Regions from separate parts of the Mus musculus genome. Here all the other regions are linked to region 1. The links are chromatin contacts, called in public promoter capture Hi-C maps. All regions are on one chromosome and are shown on one strand. Each heading gives the region's core, a stretch centred on a gene start, on an enhancer-like site or on the middle of the called end of the contact. The rest is flanking DNA. Distances are from core to core; before and after follow the strand shown.

Region 1 (3,882 bases), core at 803-3,302:
TGGGATTTGAACTCTGGACCTTCGGAAGAGCAGTCGGGTGCTCTTACCCACTGAGCCATCTCACCAGCCCCCAGCATTGGTGTTTTGGCTGTATGTATGTTTGCATATGAAGGTGTCAGAAGCCCTGTAATTGTAACTTAGACATTTGGGAGTTGCCATGTGGGTGCTGGGAATTGAACTTGGGTCCCCTGGAAGAGCAGCCAGTGCTCTTACTTGCTGAGCCAGCTCTCCAAGCCCCTGTTTTCCAAAAAATTTTTCCTGGCTCCAAATCCCTTTGTGCTTACCCATGCATGAAAGAGAATTATGTTTTATAATAACAAAAGCCACCAACCACAATGGCGACCTTTTCATGCTCTCTGACATTTAATTCTAATCTTTAGTCCCATGAGGTCATCTTCTTTGTCCTCCTTCAGCACTGAATGCATCCCAGGGCAATGTGTGTACTAGGCAAGTGCATTCACAGGAGCAAAGCAAGGCTCAGGAAACTGAACCCGCTGCCCCAAGTGTACCACCAGCACAAAGGCCCTTTCCAAACCAGACAGACTTGATCACTCTGACCCCTGACCTTTCTTTGACCTTCCAGTCTGTACTGGCTAGTTTTGTGTCAACTTGACACAGCTGGAGTTATCACAGAGAAAGGAGCTTCAGTTGAGGAAATGCCTCCATGAGATCCAACTGTAAGGCATTTTCTCAATTAGTGATCAAGGGGGAAAGGCCCTTGTGGGTGGGACCATCTCAGGGCTGGTAGTCTTGGTTCTATAAGAAAGCGGGCTGAGCAAGCCAGGGGAGGCAAGCTAGTACAGAACATCCCTCCATGGCCTCTGCATCAGCTCCTGCTCCCTGACCTGCTTGAGTTCCAGTCCTGACTTCCTTGGTGATGAACAGCAGTATGGAAGTGTAAGCCAAATAAACCCTTTCCTCCCCAACTTGCTTCTTGGTCATGATGTTTGTGCAGGAATAGAAACCCTGACTAAGACACAGTCCATCCATTCACCAGTGAAATGCCTACTGTACCTGAACCTGTGCCCTGGGTAAATGAATGTTCCCCTTGAGCTGCAATTCCTATAAGGTCCTGTTTCCTTATGATGTGAGTTGATAGTTATGTCCAGTCCTGTACCCAGTCCAGAGGATCCCAGATTGCCCATGCTCTGTGAAACCTGGCTGAACCCTGAGGTTTGCATCAGTGTCTCGGCTGGCTGGTCTCTGGTCTCCAAAACACCACAGATATGTGGGGGCTGGAAGACACTTTAATGTTTAGCCCCCATTATACTGGGAGCATGGGGCAGGAGTGGGGTGAGTGTGGGAAGGTTAGTGAATCTGGAAAAGGTAATCCTGACATCCGAGACTCTGTGTGTGAGTGGGTAATCCTAAGGTCTCCCCCAGAGGGTCTCCTTGTCCTTTACGAGTGGAAAACTCGTCTACTTAGGAGACTGTCCCGAGGGATAGGTTACCCGGTCTTCTAGCTGGAAATTTCACAAACTAGATTTATTTGGGTCACAAACTTCTTTCTTTAAAAAGCAAAGTAGGGCGGCCTAAAAGAATGGAAAGCCACACACTTTGGAGGAATACTGAGCTTGGACCCACTGTGAGCCTCTGCAGGGCTCAGCTTTCAGTGCAAATGACCCTGCCTCCCTCGGCCTCGATTTTCCCAAGTGTAACACTGGAATGCTGAAGTCTACCAAACAGAGAGGTTGGGTTGGACAAAATGCAGTGTGTCAAGTAATCAATTCAGTGTGGTCAGAGCCTCTCGCAGGCCAGACGTAGGCAGCAGGTGGAGGGCGACGACTTGCGGCTCCTCCCTTAAGCCACACCCAGCCAGCACTGAGTTTACACAGAGACTGCACAGTAACGCTTTCGGAGGAGGGGCCGTGGAGCTAGGTAACGTCACCTAGGAGGCGGGGCTGCGTCTGTGGGCGGGGCCCCACGACGGGCAGCGCTGGACTAAGTTCCGGGCTCCGCCTCCGGAGGGAGGCTACGGAGGGGCCGACCGGAAGTGCTTCCGCCTCCGCCCGCCTCCGCGCTCCCTGTCGCGTCTCCGTCGGCCCCGCGAGCGAGGTCGTGCCCCGGAAGTAGAGGGGCCATGTTGATGGGTGACCCGGAGAGAGGTACTGGGCGAGTGGCGAGTCCTGAGGAAAGGTAGCGCGTGGTCCGCGGGTGAGTGAGGGAGCGAATGAGGGCGGCCGGGGATCGCCCGTTTGAGCTCGGGCCAGTTTGGGGGCTACCGGCTCCCACCGGGGCCTCCAAGCTTCGCCCCGCCCCGCCTCAAGACCCGGTTGCCTCAAGCCACAGAGCCAGCCTGGCCCCGGGGTCTGCGTTCCCGTCCTCTGGGCGTTGTACCCCGATCGGAGCCCGTAGTCAGTCACTCAGCGACCTCGTTCCAGCCCCTGCGTGACGTTCTCCTTCCAGCCCTCCGTTGTTTTTCTGCATCTTTTGCATCCCGGAAGACCCTCAGGGCCAAAGGGGAGCTGTTCTGCAGTTGAGGAAAAAGGGACAGCGGTGGCTTGCCCCGGTTCGCGCTGGAAGTTAGCAAGGTCAGAGGCTACTGCTTCTGTCTTGGAGCCCAAAGTTCAGATCATTTTTTGTTTTTCATCCAGGAACTCCCTTCACCCCTGAAACACATACAGGCTCATACAACAACTGTTTCTTCCTCATAGGGTTATGGGGAGGATTCCTCCTTCCAGCCTAGTTTTGAGGTTGGTGAGCCCTGGGCCCTGTGCTGGCAAAGTTTGCTGAACGCCCTGAAGTGCACACATGTAAGACACCCCCCCCCCCCGCCCCCACCTCATTCCAGCGAGTTAGGGTCTGGATTGTTTTGGTGAGTGGGCAAATCACTTCCTTTTGGGAATGATGTCACATACTTGGCACACATCTTTCATCTCAGCTCTCAGGAGGCAGAGACAGGAGGATTTCAGAGTTTGAGGGCAGCCTGCTTTACAGAGTGAGTTCTAGGACAGCCAGAGCTCCGTAGAGAGGCCCTGCATCAGGAAACCAAATTAAACAAAAGCAAAAGAAAGCAAAAACAGAAAGAATAAAAAGAAAGAAAGAAAGAAAGAAAGAAGAGATAGAGTGATGTCTCTGTGGTTAAGAGCACTGGCTGCTTTTCAGAGGACCCAGGCTCAATTTCCAGCACTTCTGTGGTGGCTCACAACTGTATATATTATAACTCCAGTCTAAGGATATGACAGTGTTACACTCTCAAGGCAAACTGGCATGTAGACAAACATGCAGGCAAATACCCATACAGAAAAAAGTAAAAAAGTAATTAAAACAATAAGGCCAATCAGCGTGATGCTGCTTATATGGTGGTACCAGGATCCAGATATAAATCCTGGTCTTTAACTACTCTAGGCCACACTGTCTGGTAGAGTCCCATTACAGGGGCTTTTTAGGAGCAGTTCTCAAAATAACCTTGTGTAGTAAGTACTCTCATGATGTCTTTGTTATCTCTGTTTTACAATGAGGAAGCTGATGCCCACTGTACTTTATGCTAAGTGCCCGGGCAGTGGGATGGCACAGCCAGGACTCAAACTCTACTTCTTGAACCCTGGTGAGCCTTAAACTGAACTTCTCCAGGAGGGGCTGTTTACAGGGAGGAAGCTGATCCCAGCTTTGCCATGAGTCCTTGGAAGTCTCTGAGTCTGGCATTAAGAACCCCTGCCATCCCTCCCTCCCCCCAACTCAGACACACACACACACACACACACACACACACACACAGTGTCTAGCAGGCCCTGCTGTCATCAGTTCTGACTCTAGCCTTCTGTGTCTTCTCTGTAGAGTGTGACGATTAGTACACGTCGGTCCCCCATGGCCCCTTGGAGCCGAGAGGCAGTGCTGTGTCTGTACCGGGCTCTGCTGCGCCAAGGCCGAGAGCTTCGCTAC
Region 2 (3,882 bases), core at 704-3,203, 1.3 Mb before region 1:
GCCTGTTCCTAGAGGACTTTTATTTTTTTTCTCTTGCCAATGTATTTTTGTAAGGCTCGTAAATAAATTATTTTGAACAAAACAGGAGTAACTGGCCAAACGAAAACTTCCTCTCCTGGGGATACAGAATCTGCCCCCCATAAGGAGGAAAGGGGACCAGTGGGGTATCTGTTGCCTTCCTGATTTGAAGAGCCCTGTGCTTGGCGGTTTCTCGGAGCTGCTTGTCTTGAGTATGGTTCCCACATGCTAGTTTCTCACCCAGATAAGAGTGCCACCTGCAGGTGAAGTTTCCGAAGCCATGAGAAGGGACTGGCCAGCGATGCCTGGGCCTGAGATGAAGTGTTTGAGATTAGCGTTCGCCTAGGTCTTCCTCCCACCCAGGGCCCCGTTTGCACAGCCTCTCAGGATCATGGGTTTCTCTTCTGAGACAGTCTAGCAGTTCCACCCAGTCTGTGTTCTGAAGACCAACACGCCCGTGTGTGTGCGCACACACACATAAACACACAGTTTTCTCGAGAGCAGGGATTGAGCTATCCATGGCCTTCCCTGAGTTGCTCTGTGTAGTCCCAGGCTAACGCTCCTTTCAGCTCTACACCTGAGGGTCTTTTGGGAGTGGGCTGGCAGAAGTGGGTCAGTGCATCTGGAAGCCCAATTTAGTAACCGAGTGGAGGCAGGGGCATGCTGTCTATGGTCTTCTAGGCTAAGAAACCCATTACAAAAGGCACAAAGAACAGAAAATAGTTGGGCCTCAAAGGCACGGTTTTTCTTCGGTCTCTTCCCTTCAGTTGCTCTGGGTTAGACAGCTACAGTTCTGCTTAGAACCAAAATATTGTGACAGTACAGATCCCTGTTCATCCCTGGTCCCCATACTTTGAATTACTGGTTATTCAAAGGCTTGACAGATTAAAAGGTTTCCGTCTACAAAATGGAGACCTAGGCAGTTGGGATCACCCCATCAATAAAATGGGTTACCAATTGGGCCTGGCCATCAAAATAGTGCCTAGTGCCCCCACACACATAAAACATGAAATCAGATCTCTGGGTTCCTGTCTTACAGCCATGTGTTTGATTATCTATTTATTTATTTATTGGGTTTTTTTTTTGTTTTGTTTTTTTGTTTTTTGAGACAGGGTTCTCTGAATACCCTTGGTCCTAGTACTTGCTCTGTAGACTAGGCTGGCTTGGAAATCAGAGCTCTTCCTACCTCTGATTCTGAGTGCTGGGATTAAATGTATGTGTTCGCATCGCCCGGCTAGAACGTTTTAACATTCATCTGTGTGGATGTGTGTGTGGAGGTCAGAAAACAACTGGAAGGAGTATGTTCTCTCCACCGTGAGGTTTCTGAAGAAGGAACTCGGGTCCTCAGCCTTGACAGCAAACTGCCATCATCTGCTGAACCATTCCACTGACCTGTACCTGTGTTTTAAAAATCATTTATCTAAAGCCATCGAACTATAAAGTATACATCTTACTAAACGGAAATTATACAACAACAACAACAAAAAAAAAAAACAAGTTCCCCAGGAGACTCCACAGCACAGTCAGATGACCAGAAGGATCACTGACCAGGTCTAAGAGCCCAGGCCAGCTTGCGAAGTCACGGGTGATGGAGCCCTGGCTCCATCACATCCACATGTTTCTAATGAGCCTCAATGGTTCCGAGGGCAACAAGATGTGGCCCGAAGACAACATCTCTCTCAGCCTCTGTTTTTCTCCTAGCAACCATCTGGCCTACGTTTTTAATTGGCTGGGAAGCGCACGGCGATTCGCTGCAGACCAGGCTGTCTCTTCATTGGTCGCCTCCTTCTAGTGGCGCCCGCGGTCCCGCCCCTTTCTCCGAGCTCCTTCGGGATCGGCCAGCACCTTCGACTAAATTCTAGTCGCTATTGGCTGAAGCCTGTGTTCGTAGCCCCGCCTCCTCCCCGTTCTGCGCGCCAATTGGTGAAGCTGCCCCTTGTCCACGGAGGGAGCGCAGCGCGCGCGTGCGAGCGGCCAGCCGGCTGCATGGCGCGCTGCGAGCGGCTGCGCGGCGCGGCCCTGCGCGACGTGCTGGGCCAGGCGCAGGGAGTCCTGTTCGACTGCGACGGAGTGCTGTGGAACGGCGAACGCATCGTGCCGGGCGCCCCTGAGCTGCTGCAGCGGCTGGCGCGGGCCGGCAAGAACACGCTGTTCGTGAGCAACAACAGCCGGCGCGCGCGGCCCGAGCTGGCGCTGCGCTTCGCCCGCCTGGGCTTCGCGGGGCTGCGCGCCGAGCAGCTCTTCAGCTCCGCGCTGTGTGCCGCGCGCCTCCTGCGCCAGCGGCTGTCCGGGCCGCCCGACGCATCGGGCGCAGTGTTCGTGCTGGGAGGCGAGGGGCTGCGCGCTGAGCTGCGCGCCGCGGGGCTGCGCCTGGCGGGGGACCCCGGCGAGGACCCGCGCGTGCGCGCCGTGCTCGTAGGCTACGACGAGCAGTTTTCCTTCTCCAGGTTGACCGAGGCGTGCGCGCACCTGCGCGACCCCGACTGCCTGCTCGTGGCCACCGATCGCGACCCTTGGCACCCGCTCAGCGACGGAAGCCGGACCCCCGGTGAGCACGGGACTGGGCGCGGGGATGTGTGCTGGGACCTGACGCGCTTTTCGGAATTCCTGCAGCTGCCGCCTGTCGGATAGTGGCCGAGGACCAGTTTGACACACGAGCCACCTTAGGCTCACTGTAGCTCAGGGAATTGCAGGTGGGATACAGATTTGGAACCGGCCTCTTGGGCTTTTGTCATTGGCCCCACCCACTTTGCAGGAGGGTTTGTCGAAGCGGTCTGGAAGGATGATGCCGGTGGAGAGCTGGATCCGCGCATCCAGAATCAGGGTAGTGGGGAAACTAGGGGGTAGTGGAGCTTGACCTTAGGCCAGTGGGGAGACTGGAAGGTAGTGGAGCTTGACCTCAGTTCCAGTTCTGGCCCTGTTTGGTTAACCCTGTGAGTTACATAACCTCGGAACCTGGTTTCCAGTGGGGTTCTTTACCATGTCGGTTATCCCCAGGCTTTTGAACCCAGCCCTCTAGTTTATTAATAGCTTCCTGAAGCTCCTTAATGGTGCCTTCATTTCCTTTCCAGATTAGTTCAAAAATAAGAGTTTTGGCCCATTTCACAGTTAAAGAAATTGGTACTTAAGGGAGGTGAGCTGCCAGGGAACACACAGCATAGAGCAGGGGAACCTGACTTGGCCTTTGGGGACCCCCCATCCATCCATCCACCCATCCAAGAGCAGTCCAGGCTGTTCAGGCCTGTACCTAAACAGAAGCGCTGACCTCTGGCATGAGCCCCAAGAGATGGAGGGATCAGAGACTTACCAGATAGTGATGAATGGCTATAGACAGGTTTGGTTCCTCCAGATGAGACATGGACATATCTCTGCCACTCTCTTCTGCTAGCCTTTGGCTCACATAGTCCTTGATACCAAATTCAGGGGTTCTGCAGGGTGGTATTGCAGGAAGTGAGGGAGTCACGGGTTCGAGATGGGGCAGTGAAATGGATGCCTGTGGAGAGGATCTGGGAAGCCTTCCCGGAGGAGGCATACCGTCAGGCTGGTGTAGCCGAAAAAGGAAGTTACTGTCTGGGCCTTTCCTGGCTCTGCCTGAGACCTACCCTCACCTCATACATGAACCTTCTCCCCACAAATCTAGAGGTCACAGCTGTAGCAGCCTTTTTTCCCCCATCTTGTTACTATCGAGTCCGATTTCCCAAAAAGCTTGGGTTGAAGCTCTGGGGCAAGGGCTTCTCCAGGGTCCCTTGAAGGGTGGTCTGAGGAGCTTGGGAGAGACAGGACCTAGCCCCTGACCTCTGCAGGAACCCTCCTGGCTTCTCCTGTCTGCTTACCCATCTATTCAACCTGCCAGTTCCTCCTACT
Region 3 (3,882 bases), core at 513-3,012, 1.3 Mb before region 1:
TTAATGTGTTCATTTATTATATGTGAGTACACTGTTGCTATCTTCAGACATACCAGAAAAGGGCACTAATCTCATTACAGATGGTTGTGAGCCACCATGTGGTTGCTTGGATTTGAACTCAGGATCTCCAGAAGAGTAGTCAGTGCTCTTAACCACTGAGCCATCTCTCCAGCCCCGACCCACACTTTAAAGATAACTTCTTCTCAGCATCCAGCATAGAATCTCCGAGTGGGGGACCCGTGTGGGAGGAATCAGACATTCATGGAGTGCCACACCTACGTGGAAGTGAGGCTCATTATCACAGCCTGCTTCCCACCTCTCTGAGCAGACATATTAGCTTCTGAGGGAGTGGCCAGGAAGCTGGGAAGGGAGACCAAACACCAAAGCTCAGACAATCTAGCTCACATTTGATCACTGGCACAATCCCTGCTCTCCCCCCACCCCGTTTGGCTTTGGTTTTTTGAGACAGGATTTCTCTGTGTAGCCCTGGCTGTCGTGGAACTTACTCTGTAGACCAGGCTGGCCTCGAACTCAGAGATTTCCCTCTGCACCAACTGAGTCTGGGAGAATATTGTGTTATGCACTTCTGACCCGACACACTTGTCCCACCACAGTCACGGCTCTCAGTTTGCTGCACGCAGGAGCAATATTCAGGGTCACCAGAGAATGTTCTAGAAATGGACATTCTGGGGCCCTGCCAAGTGTGTTGAACCCTGAACCCTCAATTTGGATTTCAGCAAGCCTTTAAGTGCATGCCAGAGTTCCAGGGCCACCTCTTTACAGCCTTACAAAGTCACTACAATGATCTCTATTTTATAAATAGGAAAGTGAGACACAAAGAAAAAGGCAATTTGGGGGCTGGAGAGATGACTCCAATGGTTAACAGTGCCTACTTGTCTTATAGAGGACCAAGGTTTGATTCTCAGTACCCACATGACTCACACACCATCTGTAACTCTAAGATTTATTTATTTATTATATGTAAGTCACTGTAGCTGTCTTCAGACACACCAGAAGAGGGAGTCAGATCTCATTAGGGATGGTTGTAAGCCACCATGTGGTTGCTGGGATTTGAACTCAGGACCTTCGGAAGCAGTCGGGTGCTCTTACCTGCTGAGCCATCTCACCAGCCCCCATCTGTAACTCTAGTTGCAGGGGATTTCATACCGTCTTCTGGCCTTGTAGGTCCTCATACAGTAGACCTAAACTCACTTAGGCACAGTATTTTTTTAATCTTACTTATTTATTTATAGACAGGGTCTCTTTATTGTCTAGCTCTGCTCTGGTTGTCCTGGAACTCACTGTGTAGCTTAGGCTGACTTTGATCCACCTGCCTCTGCCTCTCAGGTACTGGGATAAAGATGTATGCCACCTCCCCTAGCCCATAATTTATGATTTAATCTTTTTTTTTTAAAGGGGGGCAATTGCTTTTGAGTCACATACTTTGTAAAGGAATACCAGTGTTTGCATCTAGGCAGTTTCCCTCGCTCAAGGAAATCATGAAAGAGTTGACATCTGAATTCAATTAAGTTCAGTAATTCTTAGCGGTTTATAAATAACTCCAGATTGAGCGCTTGTTCGAGGCAGGTCAGATGATGGAATCGGGGAGCCTAGTTCTCACCGAAGCCATTCTGGGAGGATTGTTCAGAAGACCTGAACCAAAGCTGAGGCAGGACGGGAGGCTCCTTTAAAAGGTGGAGCCAAATCTGCGGAACTGTGGAACAAGGCCACGAAGAGCGCCCTACCGGAAATCTGAAACTGCTACACCCGGAAGTGTTTTAAAGTCAGAAGCGGCCACGCTGCCGGAAGCTTCACTGCAATGGGCCGCAACAAGAAGAAGAAGAAAAGAGATGGAGACGACCGGCGGCCCCGGCTCGTTCTCAACTTTGATGAAGAGAAGCGGCGGTGAGTGGCAGGGTGGAAAGAGACTCCCGTCGGGCTGCCGGGGGAAGCGCGCCAGGCACAGGGCGCGCACGCCCACGCGGAGGGTTCTTCCGGCCCCGCCCCTGGATGTAGCTGGAGCTCGCCTTCCTCTTTCCCCACCTCGGGGGATGGAGTCGCCCGCTCCTCCCTCGCTGTTTACGGCTCTCAGCGCTGCGCCTTGGACCACCGGAGTGCCGCGCCGTCTATTGTCACAGCCCATAGCTGGCTCCCAGTCGTTGTTGACGAAGGACGAGCCGATGGGATGAGAGAGGTTTAGTTCATTGATTCACGCACCAGACTGCGTGCCAGCCAAGCCTGAGACCAGAGGCTGAACTGCTTTTTAGTGTCACCGTAAATAGCACCTTGTGGTCTGATGGCTCTCAACCTGTGGGTCGCGACCCCCTTAAACCCATCGGAAAAGAGATAATATTTACATTACGATCCATAACAGTAGCAAAATACAGTTAAAACCCCTGGTGTAGTGTACCAACGGAAACCGTAATTGCAAAGCCTGGTAGTGCAGACCTATAATCCTAGCCATCCCGGATGCTGAGGCAGGAGGATTGCAAAGTAAAACCCTGTGCGGGAAAGTTCAAGAACGGTATGGGCATTTGGACAATTTGTCCCTGTCTCCAAGACAATATAAACGAATTAATTTATTAGACCATTTGCCTAGCTCGAATAAGGTACTAAGCGTAATTAACTTCCAATACAGCAAACTCAGGAACAGCAGAGATTAGACAGGAAGAAGGAAGCACGAGTCAGGAAGGTGGGGGCACTCCTAGGACCCGCCACACAGGACCCAGGTGGGTTCAGGAGTCAGGTGGCCTTGAGGACTGGTTGTTGGTTGGTTCAGTGAAAGAGTTTTGGGGTCTGGGTGAAGGCATTATTAGAAAGCCTTACTAGAAGTGACTCCTATGAAATAAAGTTTGCCAGTGTGGGAACAGTGACCACCAGCTCTGTGTATTGACCACCTGGCCTTTTGTGTACTTAGCAAGGGGCAGGAAGGCCAGGTGAGCTAGGTGACGTTTGGTTAGTGATGGAGCGCGTACTGAGACTATAGCTTCCAGCATAGGTGTGTGGTAGGTTATACCACCCAGGATTATTATGTAAGTACACTCTGATGGTCCAGCAAGGACTCACAACTCATTTCTCGAAGGTACCTTTGTCATTGAATGACTTGTGACTGCATTGTCTGTGACCTTGGATGAGTATCCTAGTCTCTTCCTCAGAGTCCCCATCTATAAATTAAGGGTTGGCTGTGAGAGGGTAAAATGGGTTGGTGGGTAGGAGAGAGTCAGGCAACTTATGGAGCTCTGTAGAGCCCTGCTTTCCTCCTGGCTCCTCCTGACTCCCCTGGCTTCTCCCCTTCTTCCTTCTTGCAGGGAGTACCTGACAGGCTTCCACAAGCGGAAGGTAGAGCGCAAGAAGGCAGCCATTGAAGAGATAAAGCAGCGGCTTAAGCAAGAGCAGAAGAAACTTCGGGAAGAGGTGTGGTTGAGGGTGGGGTAGGGTTTCACCTCCCAGGGGAGGGCCAGCCTTGGCTAGGTCTGCTAGAGGCAGCTATGGGACCGCAGTGTGAGTGTGACGGGAGCAGCGTATAGAGACGCTGGGGATCCGCGTGTGAGGGATGAGTCTCCTCTAGAATTTGCTCCGTGAACCATGCTCTCATACGATGGGAGTACACAGGGCTGTCCCATGTGTGGACCGAAAGGCCATTCTCGCTGTGTTTATTTCCGTTTTAGTGGCTTTTTCTGTGACTGTGGTAAAATACTCTTGAAAAAAAGGCAGCATAAGGGAGGAAAGGTTTACTCTGAGTTCAAGCACCCAGTTCATCCTGGCAGGAGAGTCAGGGTGGCAGGAGCTTGAAGCAGCTGGTTCTTCACTGAATGGCACCACCCATAGTGAGCAGGTCTTCCCATCTCAGTAAACAAAATCACGATAATAACGCATAGTATG
Region 4 (3,882 bases), core at 895-3,394, 1.2 Mb after region 1:
CCCTTAAACGGAATTCCGGATAGTTGTAAGCCATCACATGGGTGCTGAGAACCAAACCTGGGTTATCTGCAAAAGCAGCGAGTGAATGCTCTTAACCACTGAGCCATCTGTCCAGCCTCACCTGGTTTCATGTTTTACACCTGTTTGTTGCAGTGCTGGAGATGCAATGCAGAGCCTTGTGTACACTACAACTGAGTTATATCGCTAGAGTTTTGATAGTGTATTTTTAATGTGTGTTTGCTGTATTTAGATCTACAAATACAATCGTGTTAAGGTTGCTTATGGTATTCAGCACAGTAACAACGTGTGCAGGTTTGGAAACTAGGAGAAGTAAGTTCATAATATAGCCTAGGTGTGTAACAGGCTACCTCATCTAGGTTTGCGTAAGTACTTTATAGAATGTTCACACAATAACAAAATTGCCCAATGCCTTTATTCAAATGTACATGTATTACTGCCTCCTCCCCTCAATCTCACCATCTTGTTTTCTGTAGCATGTATTGCCACCTGAGACACCTTGATATAGTTGTTGATCTGTGTTTATTTCCTTACTGAGTTGACTTCACTGTGGCTTTCCTGTTTAAAGCAGAACCCAGTGTAGCTGAGCATGGTGGTTCTCCTCCCTCTATCCCTAGCACTTGGGAGGTAGAGGCAACAGAATTGCTCAGATTTCAAGGCCAGCCTGGGCTACAGAGTGAGGCCCTATCTCAATAATAATAATAATAATAATAATAATAATAAACCAAAAATTAAAAGACGAAGTAACATACTCAGGATAGTTGTTGACGAATGGATAAATATGTCCTCAGTATCTTAATTAACTATGGGTTTCTAGCATCCCTTAGGGGGTCTGTAGACACATAGACCAATGACAGATTTAGTGTGGGAGGTAGAACTTGGGCAGACACACACACACCTTGCAGGGCTCTCACAAGTCTCTGTGCAAGTTAAAACTGTGGTGGTATTCAGGATGTATTGCCCTGCTTAGCAAGTGCATCAATGACACACCGCATTACACACCAGCAAGTATTTCTTTTAACAGAACATTTCAGGACAGGCAGTGGTGGCGCATGCCTTTAATCCCAGCACTTGGGAAGCAGAAGCAGGCAGATTTCTGAGTTCGAAGCCGGCCTAGGTCCAGTCCTGAGTTCCAGGACAGCCAGGGCTACACAGAGAAAAACCCTTTCTGGGGGGGGGGAGGGGCACATTTCCGGTAAAACCCTTTTTGTTGTACTGTTGAGGGAACTAGAACACACAGGAAATTCAAGGGTGATGTATTCTAGTCATAACTCCGCAAATTTAGGAGACAAAACAGCGGAGGGCTGGACTAATCATGGAAGCTTACAAAACGTATGTGTTCTGTAGCTCGATGGTAATGACCGGTAAGAAAATCAGAATGCCTCACCAGAACTCAAGTTCAGCCACTACAAATGTACTAATTTAATCGTAGCACAGTAGCAAAACTCGATAGGAAATGAGGAGAAAGGAGGACCATTTAGAACTGGCTGGTTATGGGATTTACTATGGCATCCCCATCACCTTTCCTGTGAGAAGATAAAGGCAAAGTTGCAGAATGCCTGCTCTGTTTGCTCCTGGGCCTCTTCTCTCCCTATCAAATAATTTCCCAATCTGAAATTGATAACGCAGACGGTGACCAGGCCTTGGTAAGCCGGGCCACAGGCCTCCAGAGAGACACCGCCTGGCTCCGAAGCCGACCACGGTCAGCAGAAGGCCGGTTTGGAGTTTCGGGTTTCCAAAGACCAGCCCATGCCCTTTGCAACCACGGACTCGGGGGCAGCTCTGTGGATCTGGACCAGGGCTTAAGTCCTGGGGCAGAAGAAGGAAGCAGCCGCCGCCCCAAATGAAGGAGTCAGACCACAGGGCTTCCCAGAATGCGAGAAGCATCGAGACCTCACGGACGTTCCCACCGGTTGGCTCCCTTCTCTCGGCCCCGCCCGGCCCCGCCCGGCCCCGCCTCAATCACTCCAGCCTCCTCCCCAGCTGAGAGAGATGGGGAGGAGGGGGGCGGGAAACCTCCGCCTGCGCCTTTAAGGGGCGTGACCGCAGGCTCCGCCCCTTCTCCACGCTCGCGCCAATGAGGGGAGGGGTGCGGGAGGAGGCGCCTGGTGTGCGGGGCAGGCGGCGGAAAGTGAGCCGGTGCGCAGGCGCAGTGGTCACACGACAGACTGTGTGTTTCCAAAATGGCGGCGGCGATGGATGTGGATACCCCCAGCGGCACCAACAGCGGCGCGGGCAAGAAGCGCTTTGAAGTTAAAAAGGTTGGGCTCGCCAGCGCCTTCCTCAAGGAAGCTAGGGAGGCGCGGATATGGCTGGCAGGCCCGAGGAAGAGCTAGGCGCGGGGGAAAGGGCTTCATTTCAGGGCGTTCCTGGGACCGGGCACCAAGAACGGAAGCCGGGGGGCGGGCCTAGGGTTGATCGGCATGCTGGTGGCCCAGTGTCTGGGGCCCTATTAGTCTTGCTGGGGAAGCTGTGGGGCCAATCGCAGAGCTGCTTACTGAAATACGCGAGGTTGACTTCGATGCGGGAGCCAAGCGCTTGAGCTGTCACTGAAGTGACTGAGAGGTGGGGGAAGGACAGGGTGGGGTGGGTGGGATGCAGACTCGTGAAGAGACTGCGGCGGGTGGAGGATGGGGCCGTGCGGAGAACCCCGGGAACGTGAGATGACAGCGCAGAGGGGCTCTGCCGGTGTTCTTGCTCCGCCCCTTCCTGGATCCTAGAATCTATTGACTCCGAGGGACCTGGCGTGGGCCCTCGATTGTATGGCGGCCTCCATTGGCCTCTAAACCCACAGTCAAGTGTAAAGCTTGGTTCTAACGAGATGGCTACTAGTTGTCACATAGCATCTGCCACTCCAGTGGTTCTCTGATGTCCCTGTACACTTCTAACACAAAATGATAATTTAAAAGCCTGGTGGGCTTTGTTTTAAAAGCAAGCCCAGAACTTGTGCCATTTAAGAAGGTGGAGTACTAATTGCTAATGACCTGAGAACAGAAAAACAAAAATATGAAACGTCCTTTTGTATGCCGTTCCCCTTCATAGTTTGCTAGTCCTTTAAAAGTGTTGATTCCTACCTAAGATTACACAGATCTGTTAAAAATGAAGATCTTGAAGAGGGCAAGGTGTTTTCTTTTTATGGATTATTTTTGGAACGTGTCGCTGAGAATATCCCTCACCCCACCCCCTTTTTGTGTCATCTCATTGTGGCCACTGCTGCTCAGTTACAGCCTGCAGCCATTATGAAAAATAAAAATGTAATGTAGAATTTACTAAACTCTTATGCTTGAATTTGGAAAGTCAAACCAAAGTAGTCCTTGAAAAGGGTGCCTTGTCTAACATAAGAAGTCTTAGGTCGACTTACTGGAGCTAACAAAGTAATTGTTTGGATATATGAACGTTGAGAACATCAGTTTACTTGGTAAGAGGAAAAGAAAATCGCAGTGGATTCTACTTTGCTTGCAGTGCTCTTTTAAGGTTTAAGTGATGACCTCGTTCTGTGTACTGAAACTGGGTAGGTAACTTGCTATCCAGCTTATCCTGTGATTATCCACTTAGTGGTCCATTTATTATCTTAGTTCAGTCTGTTCACTTCCTTGCCTCTGAGTCCAAAACTTTGTGGAGAGCCCGTGCTTATGCAGATTTTGAGTTCTTCCACAGCTGTCAGGGAAAGCTGTACAGAAAATAGTACTAATATTCTCACGTTGGTTTGGCTAGCTAAATTATTTTACATTATATATAAAAAATTGAAGATACCCATGTTCATATACTTCATCTTTCAAGGAATGGGGAAGTGTACAGGTGGTCTGCTGTTGTCCTCTGATATAGTCCAAATAGTATAATCCAAAAACATCCTTTCTTTGGTAG
Region 5 (3,882 bases), core at 948-3,447, 1.2 Mb before region 1:
TCATTTTACCCAACTCCGCATCTCCCAGAAAACCCCGTTTCTCCCCTTGCCCCCCCTCCCCCCCCCCCCCCGCCAGAACGGTAAGGAGGTGGAGCTGTTTAATCTTGTGTCTCAGCGGGGGGTGCCTCCCCTACTTTCCTGCATGGCCCCTGCTGGTCCCAACCCAAGGCGTCCTGGGCCACAATTCTGTCTTCAGGAGATGGACTGTTTTGGGATTTGGGGGTAGGGGGTAATAGATGTTAAAGGATTGTGGGAGCGGTAAAAATGGTCGAGCTGCAAGACTAAATGTGCGGAGCTGTCGCCTCTCCTTCCAAGCCCCAAGACCTCCGGGTAAATGTGGGTCCTGATCATAATTCATACCCTCCCTGCCAAAGAATCGAACTGCTGTAGAGCTCCTTGCAAACTGTAACGGACTATGAGAAAAAGAAATTTCAACATCCTGTGATCCGTTTCATTTGTATTCGCGGGGGAGGGCATTGTACAGTAGTATCTCAGAGGTGCATTTGGGTACCTTCTCCATAAAATCTTTGTGGAAACCAGGAGAATCTGTTTTCAAAATATCCCAAACAAACCTACTAGAATGTGTTTTCAAATTAGGAAACTTCAGGGTCACTGAAAGCACCAGAGTTAAAAACCTCGACCTTTGAACTAACCTGGCCTCAAACAGCAATCCCTTCACCCAGATAAGCTAGTAATGAAGGCACCTGGCCTTCCCCTCCAATCATTTGGATTAACCTATAGTGTGTGTGTGTGCCTGGTCTCAGGGACTCCCAAGCCCAGTAACCCTTTCCCCACATCTCCCCCAAATTCAAAGCTCCCTCATCTAAGCTGCTCCTTCTGGTGTGACAAACAGCCCCAGGCCTTAGCAGAGGTTAGTTCATCTTGATCAGCTACAATTCCCCACTCCCAGGTTAATGTTTAATTAAACACTTTCGTGCCTTTTTGCTAGGGAATAAAAACACCAGGGTCCGGGGATCCAGCTCAGGTAGGCAATACCACCAGAACCCTACGGAGCCGCTGCCAAGAGGTCCTAACATTGTGAGTAGGATGTCTGCAGCAGACAAGAGGTTCTGGGCTCTCTGGGGGTCTCTTCGGCAAATCTCGGAGCCTCTAAACTCTCTCGGAGCCTAGGACTCCCAACAGCCCCAGGTCGGACTACAGATGGTGGCGCCCCTTGCTCACTTGGTGGATTTTTGCCAAGCAGGGCGGGAAAGATGGATACATTTTAACAAAGACATGGCATCTTCCCAGCAAAATGGCGGTGGTCGGGACCACGGCTCCCTGGTGGACTGCAAACCTCCTACACCTAAGTCACGACCAGGGAAAGGAGAACTCTCTCCTCGGCTTCTCCCGCTGCGCCCCATTTTTCCAAGTCTCTAAAAGCACAAGGAGCCTCTGCGCATCCTAAGGGTCCCCAGGATGTCTGATCAGAGCCATTGGACAGCACCTATGATAGAGACTGCACACACATCAAGCCACACCCCACCTTGAAGAGGCCAGTGGGAGAGGGGACCTTCACCCCTAGGGTGGGCCTGGGGGGTGGTGGTCCTGCTTCTTACATCCCCAAAACTCCCTAGCTAACAAGGCAGGCATGTAAATGAACTCATACTCAGATACATGGGAGATGTGGGGGGTCTTTGAGGAGAGCAGGCCGCCCGGGAGGCTTGTCCGCATCTTCCAGGGGTCCCAGGAAGCTTTGGGGGGCTCGGGCTCAGAGAGCAATCAACTCGCCGAGGTCCGGGGGTGCATCGAGGGGAGAAGGCGACTCAAGAGGGGGAAGGGACAAAGTTTGAAAGTGCCCTTCCAACTCTTTCAGGGAAAGTTTCCTTGAGGGCCTCGCAGGCAGAGAGGGGGTAGGGGTGTCAGAGGAGCTGTGGTCGGGTGACCCCCGAGAGGTGACCGGACCCTGGGGAGGCGACCCCTCCCCCCTTGTCCCGACTCGGCCCGGCTGGGAGTCGCCCAGCTCAGGGCCGCGTGTGTTAGTTGGGGCCGCTTCTGAGCCGCTCCGCCAGGTTGGGGGACCCCGCAGGCATCCGGGAGTGGGGCTCCTGGTAGTCCCAGGGGGGAGCTTTCCGACGGGGGGTCTCAAGCCCCGGGGCTCCCCGGCTCCGCAGAGCCAGCCCCCCGCAAAGGGGAAATGTGCCGGCGCCCCAGCGCTCCTCGGCGCCGTTTGAGGCTCGTGGCGGGCGCGGGGGGCGGCGGCCGGGGCGCCAGGGTCCCCAGAAGGGAAGCCTAGGGAGCCGGGCAGAGACCTCGAGAGACGGCGGGCAGCGGGAAGGCCCGGGCCGCCGGGAAAGGTCGAGTTTGCTCGGCGGAAGAAACACAGATGGCGGCAGCGCGGCGCCATTCCGGGCCGGGAGCAGGCAGCCAGCAGCCCAGTCCTCACCGCGGTCCGCCCGCCGCCGCTAAATACCCGGATGCGCCGCCCGAGCGCCAGACGCAGAGCTGGGAAAAGGGAGGCTGTGGAGGCGGAGGCAGCGCCAGGCGCCGGGCGAGCGACCGAACGGTGGGGGCTGGGAGCGCAGAGCAGCTCGCGACCCGCGCCGGGAGGACAGGAGCCACGCGTAGCCCGCGTCCCCGGCAGCCGCACTTGCGTCTGGCCTGCTAGTGGAGCGGGAGAGCAGATCGCGAGTCAGGTTCTGCACAGCCTCCGGCGAGGGCTGGCCCATCGGAAGGCTCCTTGAACAGTGGGAGCAGGCCGGCCACCATGACCGAGAACTCCACCTCCGCCCCGGCGGCGAAGCCCAAACGGGCCAAGGCTTCCAAGAAGTCCACGGACCACCCCAAGTATTCAGACATGATCGTGGCTGCTATCCAGGCAGAGAAGAACCGTGCCGGCTCCTCGCGCCAGTCCATCCAAAAGTATATCAAGAGCCACTACAAGGTGGGTGAGAACGCCGACTCCCAGATCAAGTTGTCCATCAAGCGCCTAGTGACCACCGGTGTTCTCAAGCAAACCAAAGGGGTGGGCGCCTCGGGGTCCTTCAGGCTGGCCAAGGGCGATGAGCCCAAAAGGTCGGTGGCTTTCAAGAAGACCAAGAAGGAAGTCAAGAAAGTGGCCACTCCAAAGAAGGCAGCCAAGCCCAAGAAGGCTGCCTCCAAAGCCCCAAGCAAGAAACCCAAAGCCACCCCTGTCAAGAAGGCCAAGAAGAAGCCGGCTGCCACGCCCAAGAAAGCCAAAAAGCCCAAGGTTGTCAAAGTCAAACCAGTCAAGGCCTCCAAACCCAAGAAGGCCAAAACCGTGAAGCCCAAAGCCAAGTCGAGTGCCAAGAGGGCCAGCAAGAAGAAGTGAAGACTTTGCTTGGGGACACTCCTTCCTCCCTCCTGTTTTCTGTAAATACATTTCCTCACTTGATTCCATCTGCAACCCTTTGCCCATTCTATTCTGACTTTATTAAAGAGGACAGAGTTTGGATCCCTCATACAGACATTGTGGAATGACTCCTTTTTCCTTAACCTATTGTGCAAGGACAGCAAACAGACCTCATCTTTGTAATGATGGAGACGTACTTTTTTCTTGATTTGATATTAACCTTCTTACGGGGTTAGGGATGGGAGGGGGGAGGATGTGTGTTTCAGTCGGTGGTTTGTTTACTATGAAGGAACTGGCAAAGTTCTGGCTAGGTGAGGGGACCCAGGAACTAAGGTTTGTCTTCCAAGACTTTCTTAGACTGCTTGTCCCTCGTGAGCTTTTCAAAACCTTTGATGGGGAGCAGGTGACACCCCACCTAGCTGGCCAAGGAGGGAGGGAAAATTCCCTGGGGCTGCCCTACCAACGGTGGTAAGTTGGAGACCTGGTTGCTTTTTCTCTTCTGCCCTAGTGCCTCCCCATTGTCTAAAGGGGCAAAGGGGTCCAAGTGACAGCTGGTTAGAGAAGCCATA
Region 6 (3,882 bases), core at 719-3,218, 1.1 Mb before region 1:
TTGACCCCAGAGGCCCAAGTGACAAGTTAGGTATAAAAGTTTCAATCCCTCTCATAGAGTGCTAGTATCAGTTATTTAACTCACGGGGCTCAAGCATACATACATTACTTTTTTAAAGATTAATTTTGTATGTGTGTTTTGCCTGTATGTATACCACATGCAGACAGTGCTTGTAGAATCAGGGTGTCAGGTCCCCAGAACTGGAGTTACTGTGGTTAGCTAGGTCCAGACTGAAAATGCAACCCAGCAGACAGAAGAGCAGCAAGTGCTCTCAACAGTTTCCATACGTTTATTCTTGTGTCCATTATGTGTGTTTATGGTTATGGAAGCCTTGTGTGCCATGACATCTGCATGGAGGTCAGAGTTCAACTTCTGGAAGTTGGCTCTCTCTTTCCATCGTGTGGGTGTAGACAATTGAATTCAGATCAACAGTTTGGCCTTTACCTGATGAGCCATTTTACTGGCCCTATTATTTATTTGGAGACAGGGTTTCTATAACTCTGGTTGTCCTGGAACTCACTCTATATCCAGCTTACCTTCAACATCCAGAGACCCACCTGACTCTTGATTGTTGGGATAAAGGTAGCCACCATATCAGGCTCCAATTTATTTTTGAGACAGTTTTATATTGTAACCTCAGGATTCCTTCAAGCCATGTATGAACACTTGAGCCATTCTGCCCAGTTTTTTTTTTTGGGGGGGGGGCGGTTTCAAGACAGGGTTTCTCTGTGTAGCCCTGGCTGTCCTGGAACTCACTCTGTAGACCAGGTTGGCCTCGAACTCAGAAATCCACCTGCCTCTGCCTCCGAGTGCTGGGCTTACAGGCATGCACCACCAATGCCCAGCTTCTGCCCAGTTTTTAAGTTTTGAAACAAGTCTCTTGTAGCCCAGGCTGGCAAGCACCTCTCGGGCATAAACTACAAGGCTCTATCTTCATTTTCAAGATATGAAACTATAATTCAAGGTGACACAAGATCACGTTGCTGGGGAGGGAGGGAACCAGGATTTGAGCCTGGGTTAACAGAACTCCAAAATCCTGTTTCAGATGACTAAAACCCTGTTCATTCCCTCAGAAGGGAGCAGCAGACTCATTCCTACAAGCTACACATAGGTCAGAGTGATGTCACCATCTCTGCGGGGCTGATTCATCAGCCTGGGTTTATTTAGGAGGCGCCTCTGGGGGAGGGGTCTCCTGGTGGGGTCTTGAAGAAACTATCAAACCAGGCGTTGGAAGCAGAGGTTTTCCTCTGTGTCGGTTTCTAGGTCCTTTCAGCAAGAGCCCAGCCATTCTAAAAGTTGAAGAGACAGAGCCCCGGAAGGATCTATGATCCCCTAGTTTACACGGAGAGAGGGAACCAGAAAGGACCAACTTGGTTGTGGGGTCCCCAGCCTGTCATACTACATAGCTCTCTGGCCTGGTGGTAGTAAAGGTGTTTGGATCCCCTAGGCAGGCCGTGGGGGGAGGGGCGGGCGTTCGAAGTGTTGTAGCGCGGTGGGGTATGGAAGAAAGCTGGTGGCCATCTGGAGGTCTGGGATCTGTGGGGAAAGTGCCTCGACTTTCAGACCAGTCGTGGGTGTGGTTCAGAGAAGTCAGTGAGGAGAATCTGAAGGTTCCTAAGGGTGAGCTTGAGGCAGGCTAGCAGCAAAGCCAGAGTGTCCCACCTCTTGGGGTAGGAGGGCCTGGGGAGACTGCGGGGTGGCGTTGGGGAGGGGCTAGCCAGCGAGGAGTTGTCCCTTCTTCCAGGAGGGGCTCCCCAAGGGAAGGGTTGACTCGATCTGGAGGAGAGGGGCTATGTGGGGCGTCCGCCCTTCCGGGGAAGGGGCTCGACGGCGGGGGCGGGGCCGCAGGGTGGGGCCCCATCCTCCTCGCGCTCCCCCGCGACGCGGGCGGGCAGGGGCGGGGACGGAGGCGGTGGGCGCCCGCGGCCGGCCCACAATGAGGACAGCGGGCCGCGGTGAGTAAGCGGCGGCCGCCCGGGCCGGGCCACGCGGGGCGGAGGCTTCGCGGGCAGGTCGGGGCAGGCTGGCCGGGCGGGGTCGGGAGCCGAGTCCGCAGCCCTAGCCGCGCCAGAGCGGAGCGAAGACACCGAGGCCCCGCCCCGGCCGCCGGTGGCGCCCCGACCTCCGAGCCGCGCCGCAGACACAGCCGGAAACTGGCCCTGCCGGAGCGCAAGCGGCAGCCCAGTGCCACCTGACCCCGAGTCGGAGCCACACGAACCGGAGCCCAAGTCCGAGCCCCAGTCCGGGCCGTCTCCGAGCCGGGCCTGCCATGGCGGGGCCGCGGGGCGCTCTCCTGGCCTGGTGTCGCCGCCAGTGCGAGGGCTACCGCGGCGTGGACATCCGCGACCTGAGCAGCTCCTTCCGGGACGGCCTGGCTTTCTGCGCCATCCTGCACCGGCACCGGCCCGACCTGCTGTGAGTGCCCGGGGTGCGCGAGCGAGCACGCGGGGCTGGGGACCGCCGCTCCCCTCAATGACGCGGTGGCACGCGCCGCCCTGAGAGGTCCGGGACCTCACACCCGCCGCTTCTGAACGCGGAGCAGGGCCACCCGAGACCCCAAGACCGTGCACCCCCTCCCCCACCTCGGGCCACTGGTGTCAGGCTCTGACCTCTAAGAGGGAACTCTGACCCGTCCTTCGGGACGTCGTTACTCTAGGCTCCAGCAGAAATACTGAGCCTCGCTTCCTCCATTGGCGTCAGAGCATAGTAACCCCAAACTTGACTGTAGGAGATGAGAATATGCCACTCCCCCAGTTAGGCTTCCTTTAAGTTCGAGCTGGTCCCCGGGTGCTCTGGGAGGCTGACTTCTTTCTAATAGAAATTTACATCTTTGTAAGGGCACCTACCGGAAAGGGTCTTCAGAAAGAATGCGGCCCCAGATCACTTCCTACCTGGGAGAAGCTGCCGGGCTTCGGCTTTACTCACTTCCCCATCCTTCCCTCCCCTAGAAGACAAACCCCATTCCTTTCTATAGATAAGCGGCTATCATCCGGCACAGCAAGTCCCATATTTTGTGGGACTTCCGTGGGAATGTAGGTCATTAGTTTTAATTCTCTCTTCAGCTAGTTTGCCATTTACATTTAAGGCGCAAAGAACCTAGAGGGATGGAGGAGAAAGCTTTTGTAAGGCACTTTGGGCAGATACTCTGTAGGGCACTAACCCCGTTTCTGGCACAGGGTTCCTAGCTAAATGGCTGTCAGGTGACTGCGGGTACACTACTTCCCCAAACCACCTCGATAGGAATCTGTCTAGGTGTATGGTCCCGCGGCTCTGCTGGTTACAGTGGGGAACAAAGATGGAGCAGAAATTAGGAGCCAGGCAGGGGAGGTCTCTAGTGCAGCTGACAACTGCCAATCTGAAGCTTCCGGCTGGAATGTGGATCCCTCCTACCTGAGCTTCTCAGAAGGGTCTCCCCGGAAAATATAATCAGACCCACAGGACAACCAACCGAGGCGGCCTTCTACTCAGCTTTCTTCCCTTAGCCCTGGGATCTCTTTCTTTCATTCGTTCATTTAATGTGTTCATAAAGCCGAGAGTGGCAGTTCATCTGGTGCCCGTCTTTCTCCTGCTCCAGGTTTCAGTAGCCAATCTCATAACTAGAACAGTTGGTCCTGTTTTGTTGACAGACTCCTGGGAGGGCTTCTCCAGCTTCCAGAACCTTCTCTCTCTCCCCTCTCAGGCTTATGTCTTATGTTTCCATAAGACAGGGTGTGGGAGGGCCCTGAAAGGATTGCCCAACTCTAACTTGCTTTGCTGTCTTCAGTGGTACAAGTGTCCCAGGGCCTTGGAAGATAGGGTTTTAGGCCTGTGGATGCAGAAGGGAGCTGGGTTTTAGAGCTATGGGACCCTGTGCTAACAGACTAGGGTAGTAGTGGGGCTTGG
Region 7 (3,882 bases), core at 850-3,349, 1.1 Mb after region 1:
AAAAGTGTTTGCTGGCCCTATTTGTTTAGTAGCATTTACTATTTAAATCATTTTGTGTACTTGTTGTACTGTCTGGCTTCTCCACCAGAACCAACAATTAGTGAAGAAAATGACTGTTCTCCACTATGTTCTTTAAACCTAGAAGAGCTCATGGTCCACAGAATGAACTCAACCAATGACATTCGCTAAGAGAAAGAAAAAGCAACCAGATTTTCCATCTTCCTATGCTGTGTCACACTCCACTTCGCCTGCCAACCTGCAAAACTAGTCTTCTCAACTAACCACTGGGCTTATCATTTTGACAAACCCAATCAATGACTGGTTCTCGGTCCTCACCTTCCTTGACCTCCTGGAAGTAGATGACACACTTGGACGACACCTTCTCCCTGAAATACTTCCTTTGAGCAGTTGGCAGAACACTTTTCAGTTTCCTTCCACCCCACACTGGTTACCAAGCCTTCTCTGTAACACAAGCTCCCTTCCCCCACCTTTTAAGGTCAGCCAGCTTTTCCACTGGGTCACTGTTATTTTCTTAGTCCCCTGTTCACTTCCTTGGCGAGTTAATCATTTAATGTCATGCTATTCTCAGGGACTTCAACCTTAACTACTTCAAAACTATAACCAAGTTTAACTTTTCCCCCAAACTTGAGTCTTCACAACCACTGTCAGTTCACTTGGGAGGAAGACCATTCATGTTCCTTGAGTCAAAAATTTGTCAGACACAAGCAACCCTAAGCTACACCCAAGCTATCATTAAATCCTGGTGGTTCTTATAAATCCATTCCAGGCAAATGCTCTCTTACCCCTTCCACCAATAGGTCACAGCCATCTCTTGCCTGAGAGAGATGTGCCTTCCGTATTCTACTCTCCACAGGGCAGCAGAGAGGATCGGGTTTGAAATGTCAATCAGTAAGTGCAACCACTGACCCTTTCCTACACAAAGTCATGAATCATTTGGCCCCCCATTTGCATTTCCACTTCAGTCAAACAGGTCCCTATGACCAACTGAAAACATGTCACAACAAACTTCCACCCCAGTTCTTTCATAACGAGCAAAAGGCACTTCTGGTTGATTTAAAGGAACGCGACTCTTTTGAATAAGACACCATGTAATATTCCCTCACCTACTTCTCAAGGTCTAGAAGAAAAGTGTAATATTTTCTTCCCTCTTCATAGATTACAAACGTGAGATTTGAGATTACCTGGTAAACATATGATAGAATTGGAATTAAAAAACTCAGATTACTCTTCACCGGAACATAAGCTGTCTGAATGGATAGGAATGGTCCACGGTGACTCTACATGGCTAAAGGTACATGCTGGGAGTTAGGGAAGAACATGGGAAACAGTCTGAGGAAAAGAACCAGAGGAGGAATGTTACCTGTGCCAAGAATGTGAAGTTTCAGGGAAAAGGGAAGTGTCAAATGGAAGGAACTTAGATACCTCTAAATCGAAGAACAAAGCACTTAACTCACAGTAACTATACAGGTAGTACATAACACCACCGATCTTGACTTAAAAAATAAACAAACAAACACCCTATCTTTTCCTGGCAATAAGGCTGACTAGGAATGTTCCATTAGCTATTGCCACTTGCCTGGGATAAGGTGTGACACCAGGCTGGCAGTAGACTTACAGCAAGCACCCCATCTTCACACTTAGTTTTTCCGCAGGACCAATTTGGACGAAGTTTGTGTGCAGTGAGAGTTGGGTAAGGGAAGGGTTGGCCTTAAACTTTTAAACTTCAGAAGGCAAAGAAAATAGCAATTATCTTCTTCCCTATTCCCTCTGGACCTTTGTGACTGATAGTCCAGACAGTCTCTGGGAAAGTCCAGAGGGGACTGCGGCAGAGGGTGGCTCCTGGCCTCGCCCTCCCTCTTGTAGCAGCAACTTTCCATTTATGCCCGTCCTTTTCGTTCCAGTTGTGACAGATTCGGTCCCCACATCTCCCCCGTGCCCTTCTCCCCGACCCATCCCGAGATTTACTTCGAAGCCCCAAACCCCTCCTCACCACGGCTCCGGCCACGGCGTGTACCAGACTTTCGTAGGACAGCACAGAGGCCATGGTGCCACACTTTTCACTCAGGCGCCTCAGAGTGTGCGGGTTCGTGAAAGGACCGTCTCAAGCCCCACCTCTCAGAAGTCTCCCCCGCCTCCACCAGAACGACTGCTTCCGGGTCACAGACTGCCCTGGTTCGCTGGGGAGAACAGCCGGGGAGGCGAGTGTGAAATGCCCAGGAACGCCCCTGAACATCGATTGGTCCGGATCGGTCAAGGGGCGGAGCAATGCTCAGTGGCTATGGAAGGATCTGTGTTCTGAGCACCCCCTGCAAAGGTTCCTAGCCCCTCAGTCTGTCAGTGTGCTTGCACACTAAATTGGTTAGTCAAGCCCATAAAACGGGAGGACATAAAAGTCCTTAATGACTCCTGCACCCCAGTTCCTTGCAAAATATATGTTGGCAGGCTCAGTTGTTAGTGCTTGCTTAGCATGACTACCAGCAAACCATAAACACCAGTAAACACAGTACTCAGGAAGTGGAAAGAGGATCTGGGGACTGAAGAGTTGGCTCAGTTAAGAACAAGTACTGCTTTTGCAGAGGATCCTCGTTTAGGTCCCAGTATCCCAAGCAAGTATAGTTCCAGGGGGTCTGACCTTCTCGGGTTTCCGCGCACACTAAGACATACACACACACACACACACACACACACACGACTAAATAATTTTGTTAAAAGAATTTAGTACAGAGTCACCCTCAGCTACAGAGAGAATTTGAGATTAACCTGGGCTGAGACTCGTCTCAAAACAAAAGCCAAAACAGACCTAAACCCTAAAACGTAGCCTGTAATCCCAGTACCATGGATGCTGAGAAGTGGAGTTGGCTAGCCAGAACTATAGAAACAGCGTCAAAACAAAAGCAACCCTCCAGGATAAGCTGATAGCCATAGATAAGGGGGTGGGTCAATATCTCCAACCTTCGTTTCTCCATTCAGCCATCCCAACACCCGCTGCGAGATATAGAATCAAGGCTCTGAGGCCCGGTAGTTAAACCTCTAGCATAGTTTGTTTAAACTGACAATTTGGGGCTGTATAGATATAGCTCAGCAGCTAAGAACGCTTGCTCTTCAGTTGCTATCACACAACCCTCTATGTCCCTCGGGACAGACGCCACAGCTTTCTGTCCTCTGAAAGAATCCAGGACTGCTTACATAAATGCACTCATGCACATAAAGGTAAATCTAAAAGCAAAGTCAGTATTTTACCCTTCCACTGTGATAGTCTTAAGGTTTCTATTCCTGCACAAAACATCATGACCAAGAAGCAAGTTGGGGAGAAAAGGGTTTTATTCAGTTTACATTTCCACATTGCTGTTCACCACCAAAGGAAGTCAGGACTGGAACTCAAGCAGGTCAGGAAGCAGGAGCTGATGCAGAGGTCATGGAGGGATGTTTCTTACTGGCTTGCTCAGCTTGCTTTCTTATAGAACCCAGGACTACCAGCCCAGAGATGGCACCACCCACAAGGGGCCCTCCCACCCTTGATCACTAATTGAGAAAATGCCTTACAGCTGGACCTCATGGGGGCATTTCCTCAAGGGAGGCTCCTTTCTCTGTGATAACTCCAGCTGTGTCAAGTTGAACACAAAACCAGTCAGTACACACGTTTCACAGAACTGTTCAAACTTTCCAAACTTGACACTGCTGTGTCTGCTTTCCTCTTCATCCATGAGCTATATTCTTATTTTAAAATGTGTCTGCCAAACCTGGGTGGGTGCTTGGGAACTGACTACAGGCAAGATGTGCTCTTGACACTGAAGCATCTCCCAGCCCCAACCAGTTTTACTAGTTACATACTCTACTTGTTGGAATTACTATAACTTAAAT

What was found. Promoter capture Hi-C pulls out the DNA fragments that hold promoters and counts their contacts.
Region 2: a promoter capture Hi-C map of liver shows a contact between it and region 1, with 4 times the contacts expected there. The contact joins the promoter of Pdxp here to the promoter of Mief1 in region 1. A contact is called at or near these places in 2 of 39 promoter capture datasets (liver and pre-B cells).
Region 3: a contact with region 1 is called in a promoter capture Hi-C map of liver, with 4 times the contacts expected there. The contact joins the promoter of Nol12 here to the promoter of Mief1 in region 1. A contact is called at or near these places in 4 of 39 promoter capture datasets (cranial neural crest, liver and pre-B cells) and 1 of 484 Hi-C or Micro-C datasets (B cells).
Region 4: a contact with region 1 is called in a promoter capture Hi-C map of pre-B cells, with 5 times the contacts expected there. The contact joins the promoter of Rbx1 here to the promoter of Mief1 in region 1. A contact is called at or near these places in 5 of 39 promoter capture datasets (the 3T3-L1 cell line, the C10 cell line, hippocampal neurons and 2 more).
Region 5: a contact with region 1 is called in a promoter capture Hi-C map of liver, with 5 times the contacts expected there. The contact joins the promoter of H1f0 here to the promoter of Mief1 in region 1. A contact is called at or near these places in 2 of 39 promoter capture datasets (both in liver) and 1 of 115 datasets of contacts at active chromatin or transcription factors (kidney).
Region 6: a promoter capture Hi-C map of liver shows a contact between it and region 1, with 4 times the contacts expected there. The contact joins the promoter of Micall1 here to the promoter of Mief1 in region 1. A contact is called at or near these places in 1 of 39 promoter capture datasets (liver), 1 of 115 datasets of contacts at active chromatin or transcription factors (pancreatic cancer cells) and 2 of 9 other capture datasets (adipose tissue and liver).
Region 7: a contact with region 1 is called in a promoter capture Hi-C map of pre-B cells, with 8 times the contacts expected there. The contact joins the promoter of Slc25a17 here to the promoter of Mief1 in region 1. A contact is called at or near these places in 11 of 39 promoter capture datasets (the C10 cell line, embryonic stem cells, frontonasal cranial neural crest and 7 more), 2 of 484 Hi-C or Micro-C datasets (B cells and embryonic stem cells), 4 of 115 datasets of contacts at active chromatin or transcription factors (embryonic stem cells, large pre-B cells, pancreatic cancer cells and 1 more) and 1 of 9 other capture datasets (adipose tissue).

The regions. Positions count from the first base shown.
Region 1 is chr15:80,232,028-80,235,909 of GRCm38.p6, forward strand. It overlaps Mief1 (mitochondrial elongation factor 1), which reads left to right and starts at 2,053. Exons shown (of 6, transcript NM_178719.5): 1 at 2,053-2,154; 2 at 3,778-3,882.
Region 2 is chr15:78,911,966-78,915,847 of GRCm38.p6, forward strand. It overlaps Pdxp (pyridoxal (pyridoxine, vitamin B6) phosphatase), which reads left to right and starts at 1,954. Exons shown (of 2, transcript NM_020271.3): 1 at 1,954-2,566. The coding sequence starts at 2,005. It overlaps Gm30368 (a long non-coding RNA gene), which reads right to left. Exons shown (of 6, transcript XR_003951546.1): 5 at 3,326-3,882; 6 at 239-329. Sh3bp1 (SH3-domain binding protein 1) reads left to right here. Exons shown (of 18, transcript NM_001316684.1): 18 at 1-87.
Region 3 is chr15:78,933,171-78,937,052 of GRCm38.p6, forward strand. Nol12 (nucleolar protein 12) reads left to right here and starts at 1,763. Exons shown (of 6, transcript NM_133800.3): 1 at 1,763-1,905; 2 at 3,309-3,414. The coding sequence starts at 1,820.
Region 4 is chr15:81,464,172-81,468,053 of GRCm38.p6, forward strand. Rbx1 (ring-box 1) reads left to right here and starts at 2,145. Exons shown (of 5, transcript NM_019712.3): 1 at 2,145-2,279. The coding sequence starts at 2,202.
Region 5 is chr15:79,026,015-79,029,896 of GRCm38.p6, forward strand. H1f0 (H1.0 linker histone) reads left to right here and starts at 2,198. Exons shown (of 1, transcript NM_008197.3): 1 at 2,198-3,882. The coding sequence starts at 2,708. The coding sequence ends at 3,292.
Region 6 is chr15:79,107,015-79,110,896 of GRCm38.p6, forward strand. It overlaps Micall1 (microtubule associated monooxygenase, calponin and LIM domain containing -like 1), which reads left to right and starts at 1,969. Exons shown (of 16, transcript NM_177461.1): 1 at 1,969-2,415. The coding sequence starts at 2,270.
Region 7 is chr15:81,358,666-81,362,547 of GRCm38.p6, forward strand. It overlaps Slc25a17 (solute carrier family 25 (mitochondrial carrier, peroxisomal membrane protein), member 17), which reads right to left and starts at 2,100. Exons shown (of 9, transcript NM_011399.3): 1 at 2,012-2,100. The coding sequence starts at 2,065.